2 separate regions of the Ovis aries genome follow, and region 1 is linked to region 2. Evidence: chromatin contacts called from public Hi-C data. All regions are on one chromosome and are shown on one strand. The core of a region is the stretch at or near the end of the contact, and the rest is flanking DNA. Distances in the headings are between cores, read along the strand shown. Region 1 holds the start of LTBP4 (latent transforming growth factor beta binding protein 4). Region 2 overlaps SPTBN4 (spectrin beta, non-erythrocytic 4).

Region 1 (3,776 bases), core at 1,264-3,763, 44 kb after region 2:
CTAGAACTCTGAGAGATTCTGAAGGATTGAGATCAGATCAGGATCCAGGGGTGACATAGAAACAATCCTGGGGGTTAGTAGTGCTGAGAGGGAGGGACTGGGAGCTGAGAACTCCAAATTCTGGGGGGAGGGGAAGCCAAAGCCATCCCCGGAAGTTGCAGTGGTGAGCCAGAGGCTGTTGCCTAGCAACGAGCATTGAAGATGCCCTGAATCCCAAGCAGAAGGGAGAAATTTCGGCAGCGCCCCCAGCAAATGCTCCAGCTACAGGGTAGGAGATGGGGAGGGGGAAACGGGAGCAGGGCCACATCGTCCTGCAGGGCCATGTTAGCAGGGATCATGGGAGCCACACGAAGACAGGGGCACAGCACATTCAGTGGGCAGAGCCGGGCACTCCACCATTGAGCAGGGACAGCCCACGGACGCCCCTGAATGGGGCCTGAGTGCCATTATTACTGCTCCAAGAGGCTGTGTGTCCTGGACAGTGTGTGAGCCCAGACTTCTGGGTGGCAGTATTGGGTGGAGACTGTGGGTAGCGGTGATGGTGTGTGTGTGGCTGTGTGAGTCAGCCCGTATGCCTCAAGGTAAGGAGGGAGGGTGAAGAGACCCCTTGACTCCCTTGCACACGCCCTGGAAGAAGGAGCAGGAGTTGGGGATGAGGTGGAAGCTGAATTGATTGCTGTTAGTCTGGGGTCTGCCCTTTGGTCAGGCCTGGTACCCTGTGTGGGTGGAGCCTGGGATCTACTCAGGGTGGGGCTAAGGCTACAGAACTGGAAAGCTTAGGATTTGGAATCCCTGGAGGAGCAACAAGAAGTGGGTAGGGTTTGGCACCCTAAGTGTGGGGCCTCAGCCTAATTCTTGAGGGAAAGGATTTGGTCTGAAACTCAGAGGAGAAGGGATGGGGAACTGGGGTTCAGGCTCTAAAGCGCTGATGCCTTTGGGAGAAGAGAGGGTTTTTAATTCCAAGAAAAGTGTAGCCTTGAATTTATAATGAAAGGACTGGGCTGGGCTTGAGACCCTCTGAGTTGGAGGGTTGTGAGCAGGGCTTGGAGCCCCCTAAACCCACTAAAGTGGGAGCAGGTGGGGCCTAAGGCCCCTTGTGGCTTGGTGCTCCCAGTGGTAGAGGTCCCTAGGAAGGGAGGAATTCTTTTTTTTCTTTTAATTTCAGTTAGTTTGACTGTGCTGGGTCTTCATTGCTGCATGGGCTTTTCTCTAGTGAGGCACGGGATCTGTACATGCGCCCTTCGGTGGCTGCAGCATATGGACACAGTGCTGCAGTTCCCGGACTCTAGAGCACAGGCGCAATAGTTGTGGTACATGGGCGTCGCTGCTCCGAGGCATGTGGGATTTTCCTGGATCAGGGATCAAATCCGTGTCTCCTGCTTTGGCAGGCAAATTCGTTACCACTCAGCCACCAGGGAAGTCCCGGGACTAGAATTCTTTAAGGAGAAAAAGTCTGCAATTCTGGGAGTGGGCTGAGAATTTTTAAAGCTGAGAAAAATTTAGCTTTTAAAAATTCAGTCAGGGAAGTGGGTGTGGTACCCTCTGGGGAGGGGGGTGTGGACAGGGGTGCAAATAGGGGAGCAGAGCCAGGGGGAGCCTTCTAGAAGGGAAGCGGAGTCTGTGAATTAGGGGCCCAGCCATGGTCCTGTGAGAGGCAGAGGCTACAACTTTCCTAGGAACAAGCTATTGTTTATCAAGTCTGGAACCCCTGAAACACAGGGCCTTGAGAAGGGGCCAATCCTGTGGGAGGGTGTAGAGTCGTGGTACCGTCCGGGGGTGGGACCTGGAGCTCGGTGCAGCATTAGAGTTAGCCCCCGGAATCCTGAGTCTCTCGCGTGAGAAGTGGGCACCCGTGGGGTCTTCCGGAATCTACCCCCGTCGGGGAGGAAATTCGGATGGATTTCTCCCAGGACTGTGAGCCGAGAGATGAGGTCTTCCAGTGGGAGTCTAGTTTAGGGGAACCGGGCTTCCCAGGTGGCTGAGCGGTAAAGAATCTGCCTGCAAACCAGGAGATGCAGGAGATGCAGGTTCTATCCCTGGGTGGGGAAGATCTCCTGGAGGAGGGCATGGCAACCCACTCCAGTATTGTTGCCTGGAGAATCCCATGGACAGAGGAGCCTGGGGGCTGCAGTCCATAACGTCTCACAGAGTCGGACACGACTGAAGCGAGTCAGCAAGCTTTCACGCCTACCACCTACGCATCGACTAAGAGGAGCCCCAGCAGCTCCACATTTGGGGCCTCTTCTTTAAGACAGGATTCACTGAGCCAGTACCCTCCTAGGCACTGAAAATTCCGGGCCCCAGCGCCCCCCGCCCGGCACCTGTCCATGTAGCCCCTCCCCTGTCGTCTCCTGATTGGCCGTGTAGGCAGCGCCCCCTGGCGGCACAGAGCTCTGATTGGCGGGAAGTTCGCAGCCCGCGACTGGGATTGTGGAGAAAATGAGTCGGCCTCCGGCGGGGGCGGGAGGCGGGGCAGCGCCGAGCCGGACCCGCTGGACAGACGGGCCGCCTGGAGCGCGACTCCACGCCGGACACGATGCGGCTGCCTGGCCCCAGCGGCCGCCGCCCCCTCCTGCTGGTGCTGCTGCTGCCGCTCCTTGCAGCCGCCGCCACCGCCGCCTCCGCCGCCGGCCCCAGCCCCAGCCAGGCCGTCGAGGTCGCGGCGATCCCGGGCCGTCCGGCCGGGTAAGCCCCGCTGCGGCCCCTTCGTCCTTGTGCCCCCTCCACCCAATAAGTCTGGCGCTCCAGGAAGACCAGGACTTTCGGATTTAGGGGAACATGAGCCCACTGCTTCGTGATAGGGATAAAGAACCAGAGCTCTTGGATTTATTAGGGCCTTCTGTTTTGTAGGGGTTAGAATCCGAGGTGTATTGAGGTTCTGAGCGGAGGGACTCCCTCCCGGTGCGGTAGAGACAGATGTGGCTCCAGGGAATTCTAGAATTTATTTGGAGCAGGGTCCCAGTTTATATAGGGATGGGGCTTTGGGTTCTCCTAGGATGATAGATGGGTGGGGCCGAGCTGGGATGGGGCCCCCAGGTTTCTGGGATCCTTAAGGAGGAAGAGTATGGGAGGTTATCAAGGTGCTTTAAGGAGTTGAGACGTCCTGGTTTTCTGGGGTTTGGGAATGCTTGAAATAATTAATAGTGACCTTTTCCTATAAGACTTGGAGTTTGGTGTTGATGGCGGAGGGGCTTGTGGGAAATTGTGCGGAGGTGGGGTCCGGGGGGCTCAGATTTCACGAGGGTTAAGGATGCTTTAGTTTCCTAGAATTAGAGGATTCCGGGCTTGAATGAAGTACCCGTGATTTCGCGGCAAGAAATCCAGAATTTCATATAGATTTGGGAGTTATAGCCACTCTTCCTGTCTACGGGTGACGAGATCGGAGGAAACAGTCTGCCCAGTACCCCCACCCCCCGCCCTGCGGCCCAGCGCTCCGTTACAAAGGCCCCGGGCTCCGCTCCCGCCTCGGTCTCTGCGAATACGTTTAGTAACCCGAGCCGCTCCGGGGGCGGGGCTGGGAAGGGGTTAACCCGGAGAAAAGGCGGGAGGGAATGACGGCAGGATCGGGGGTCAGGGAGGCTCCCACCCGGGCCGCCCCTTTCCCTACCAGGCCCCACCCGTCTAAAAAGAGTCCATACTGCCGACGTCCCCTTCGCAGCATCCCGCGCTGCTCTTCTCTCCTGACCTGCGCGCGCACCCACAGCCCTCGTCCCCCTTAGCTTGGGGATAATGGATTTGTCTGGGGGGCCCCTGGGTTGCGACGCACTTGCGCCCAA
Region 2 (4,262 bases), core at 841-3,340:
CACCCAGGGCACAGAGCAGGATGGAGAAGTTTAGACTGTGGTCAGGAGGGGCAAACCAAGACCTCCAGCACAGTAACAACTACGGCTAGGATTATTCATTGTCTTACAATGTTGCCTCTTTCCTGGCAGTTTATTGCAGTGGATAAAAGCACTCGGCACTCGGTGGCATGGGTTTGAATCAAAGCTCTGCCACTTACTAGGTGTGTGATGTTAGGTGTGTGGCTTGACCTCTGGTCTGAGCCTCTGTGCCTCTTCTGTCCGACAAAGAGAACCCTAATACTAAGCCACTCGGTGACAACAGGGCTATGAGAGGCAGTACATGCCAAGGTCAAGGCCATGTATGCTGGAGCCTGGCTGCCTGGGGTCAAGCCCAGCTCTGTGATTTATTAAGTGCGTGATCTGGCATTATTTCTCTTTTTGTGCATCAGTTTCTTCTTCAGTAAAATGGACATCATAATATTAGCAACTTCATGTGAACAACGTACAGATTAAAAAATGATGCAGATTAAAAAATGATTTAGTTTCAAAATTGCTGACCCAGCAAATACAAGAGACAATACTTGTTTACAAGTTTAAAATTTTTAATTGTCTTCAACCAAAGGGTACATCATCACTCTACTGCATTAGAAAGTTGGGTTATTTCTCTGTCTTCCATAGATGATGTTGACTATGTGAAATAGTTGTTTCATTTGTTTCTGATTCTAGTCCATTTAGGCATTTCCCCACTCCCCCATCCATGTAGCTTTTCAGAAATGTATTTGGCAGGGGTCCGGTGGGGGTTACTTCCTGGTGTTTCAGGAGCTGGGATTCCAGGCTCTCATTGCCGAGGGCCTGGGTTCAGTCCCTGGTCGGGGAACTAAGACTTCACAAGCCCGGCAGTGCATCCAAAAAAGAAAATTCAGTTAGAAAAATAATGTCTTTGGATGGGGACGTACTATATGAAACATTGGTACAGTGTGAGAAGTTAGAGGCATTTGCAGTTCACCCGGTTGTGACAGATAGCTTGCCTAAGTCCTGATGCTGTTTGATGCATTAAATGAGAGCTCCTTTTTCCAGCCATAGTTGCCAGCGCTTGGTGTTGTCAGACTTTCTAGATTTTTCCCCAGTCTGGGGGATGGGAAGCATTTCTCACTGTGGGATTTGCATTTGCAATTAGAGGGGGGAATTGGCGACCCCAGCACCTGTCTCCCTTTCAGAGGGAGGGTTTGGGGCCCCTGCCCTGGACAAGTGAGGACTTGGCTTGACCCTCCACAGGGCGGTGGGTTCACAGGGCGGCGGGTTCAGCCCCACACACCCTGGAGAGCGTGATGTGGGGTCCCCATTGTTTAAGGGAGAGACTGAGACCTGGCGGAGATGAGGGCCTGGCTGGGAGGGTCACATGGCGATGAGCAGGCTCCAGCGCGGGACTCCTGGGCCCTTTCTCCAGCAGAGGGCGCCCGAGGCGGGGAGTGACTCAGTGGGCCGAGGCCCCCAGACGGAGTCCAGCTGGGCCTCAGGAGCTGCCCCTGGGGGAGGGAACTCCCGTGACCCCTGCTGACTGCTGGGGCCCGCCTGAGATCCAAGACACTGGACTTGTGCGGGAGGGAGGGGGGCGGTCCAGTGGGGCACATTTCCCGGCTGCCCCACCCCTCAGGGCACCCGAGCCGGCTGGGCTGGGGGAGGTGGGGGCCCGGGTCCAGGGGCGTGGATACGTGAGTTCTGTGTCCCCTCTGCCTCGCTCTGGGCCTGTCTCCCAGCCCTGCTCCCCCAGTTCCTCCGTGTCTCCGTTTCTCTTAGTTTTTTCCCCTTTCCTCTCTCCCTCACCTGTCTTTCTCTGCCTCTCCATCTTGCTCGCTCACTCTTCACTTCCGTTCCCCCTCTCTGCCCCTCTCCCTTGACCTCTCCTCGTCCCTGCGTCCTCCTCGCGTCCTTCCCGTGTCCCTCCATCTCAGCCTCTGCAGCAGCCTTTCTGGAACCCCAGTTCCCAGGTCAAGGCCACACGACACCCTCCCCTCAGTCCTCCTTTCGGGCCTCCTCCAATTGTCCTTCCCAGCTGAGGGGCCATATGGTGGAGTCCCAAGCCCCTGCTTTCCCAGTTCCCAGGGGCTAGGCCAGCTGGTCTGGCTCAGCCTTGGGCTCTTGCTCCAGGAGGGAACGGGGGAGCTGGTCTCCTGCCATCTGAGAGGGGACCAGCCAGGGGAAAAGGCACTGGAGGCTTTGCAGCTGCTGGGCTGAGTCCCCAGAGACTTCTTACCCAACTCACCCTGAGCCAGAAAACACTCTGGCCAAGAAAACACCCTCTTTAACTGAGAGGGATAGGGTGAGGAGGGAGGTGGGAGGTGGGGTTTAGGATGGGGGGGACAGACATGTATACCTGTGGCTAATTCATGTTGATGTCTAGCAAAAGAAATCACAATATTGTAATTATCCTCCAATTAAAGTTAATTGGAAAAAAAAAAAGAAAGAAAACACCCTCTTTGCCCCTTTTCAGTCTTTGTCCCACATTTCTTCGTCTAGCTCAGCATGGCCCAGAGTCAGGAGCCACACCGTCCAGGGTTTGAACTCCCATTCTACTGCTGTGTGACTGCAGGTGACTAACCCCACCTTTCTGGACCACATCATCCCGGATTGCAGAGAAGGAGAGTGACCGAGAGCCATGAGGGTTTTTGGTCCCCTGGTCCTGGCTTCAAATTCTGGTCCTGGCAGTTTTCACTCTAGGCCAGGCACTGATCTCTGAGTCTCAGTTTCCCCATTTGGAGTATGGGAAGGCTGCGGGTAGGCTTCCCTGATAGCTCTGTTGGTAAAGAATCTGCCTGCAATGCAGGAGATGCGGGTTCTATTTCTAGGTCAGAAAGATCCACTGGAGAAGGGATAGGCTACCCACTCCAGTATTCTTGGGCTTCCCTTGTGGCTCAGCTGGTGAAGAATCTGCCTGCAATCCGGGAGACCTGGGTTCGATCCCTGGGTTGGGAAGATCCCCTGGAGAAGGGAAAGACTACCCACCCCAGCATTGTGGCCTGGAGAATCCCATGGACGGTATAGTCCACGTGGTCCCAAAGAGTCAGACACGACTGAGCGACTGTCAGTTTGACTTTCAAGGCAGCAGGTGGGTCTGAGTAGCAGTCAGGTTGTTACGGGGGGGAGGGGGGTCTGGGTTTGCGTGTCACCGGGTGGCAAAGCAGCTGAGGTTGTTTTGGAAATAGGTGCCTCTGTGTTTTGTTGATTTGGTTTGGTTTTTGCCTTGAATTTGAATGTCTTTTTAAAAATGAGATATGATTCCATACCACAAAATGCACTTTTTAAAAGTGTATAGTTCAGTGATTTTTAGTGTTTTTGCAAAGTCAAGCAACTCTCACCACTAATTCCAACACAGTTTCATCACCCTGAAGAGAAACCCTGCGGGGCTTCCCAGGTGGTTCACTGGTATAAATCTGCCTGCCAGTGCAGGAGACTCAAGAGATGCGGGATGGATCCTTGGATCGGGAAGGTCCCCTGGAGGAGGAAATGGCAACCCACTCCAGTATTCTTGCTTGGGAAATCCCAGGGACAGAGGAGCCTGGTGGGCTATAGTCCATAGAGTCACAAAAGGGTTGGACATGACCAAGCGATTGAGCACGCAACGAGAAACCCCGTCCTTACTCACTCTCTCTACCAGTCTGCTTTCTGTCTCTACACATTTGCCCGTTTTAGACAGTTCACATAAATGGAATAATACAATATATGGCTCTCATTGTTTTCTGGCTTCTTTCACTTAAAGTTTTCAAGAGTCCTCCATGTTGTTCCTTTGGTTGTAACATTGCAAGCTGGTTTAATTTTTTTTTTTTTTAATGTTAACCTTTAATACCAAGAGAAGGAGAACAACATGGTGGCCAATCCAGCAAACAAAAGCAACACACACACACACACACACACACACACACACACACACACAAAAGCAACACACACAAAACAACAACAACATAAAAAGCAACACACATTTATGGAGACTTACTCTGTGCCGGGCACGGAGCCAGGAGCTGGGCTCCAGTTGTGAGCAATACAAACATCCCCATCTTCCCTGACCTCATGAGCTGTTGCGAGGATTAACTTAATTCATTCTTGTCAAGTGCTGAGAGCGAACATGGGTGTGTTACCCATTATTGCTGTTATGGTAAGAAGTTCAAATGGAAGGGTATGCTGTGAAAAGTAAAAAACCTTTCTTCTCCGCATGCAAGCCCCCCTCCCCAGGGGTATAAGTGCTCTCAACTGTTTCTTCTCTATCCTTCTAGAAATATTCTATGCAT

The links. Hi-C and Micro-C count contacts between places; a contact is called where the count stands out from the background.
Region 1: a contact with region 2 is called in a Hi-C map of tail adipose tissue, with 5 times the contacts expected there. The contact joins the promoter of LTBP4 here to the enhancer-like site in region 2. A contact is called at or near these places in 8 of 16 Hi-C or Micro-C datasets (blood, hypothalamus, liver and 3 more).

Annotation. Positions count from the first base shown.
Region 1 is chr14:49,306,395-49,310,170 of ARS-UI_Ramb_v3.0, forward strand. It overlaps LTBP4 (latent transforming growth factor beta binding protein 4), which reads left to right and starts at 2,514. Exons shown (of 31, transcript XM_042232071.2): 1 at 2,514-2,685. The coding sequence starts at 2,537.
Region 2 is chr14:49,262,426-49,266,687 of ARS-UI_Ramb_v3.0, forward strand. All of the region lies in intron 20 of SPTBN4 (spectrin beta, non-erythrocytic 4), which reads left to right. Among named protein-coding and RNA genes, the nearest start is that of SHKBP1, 28 kb to the right of the region's middle. Within about 2 kb of position 2,091, at least 10 of the 54 cell types and tissues checked have an H3K27ac peak or open chromatin away from gene starts, as enhancers often do. A contact at or near this core is called in tail adipose tissue, where this site is marked.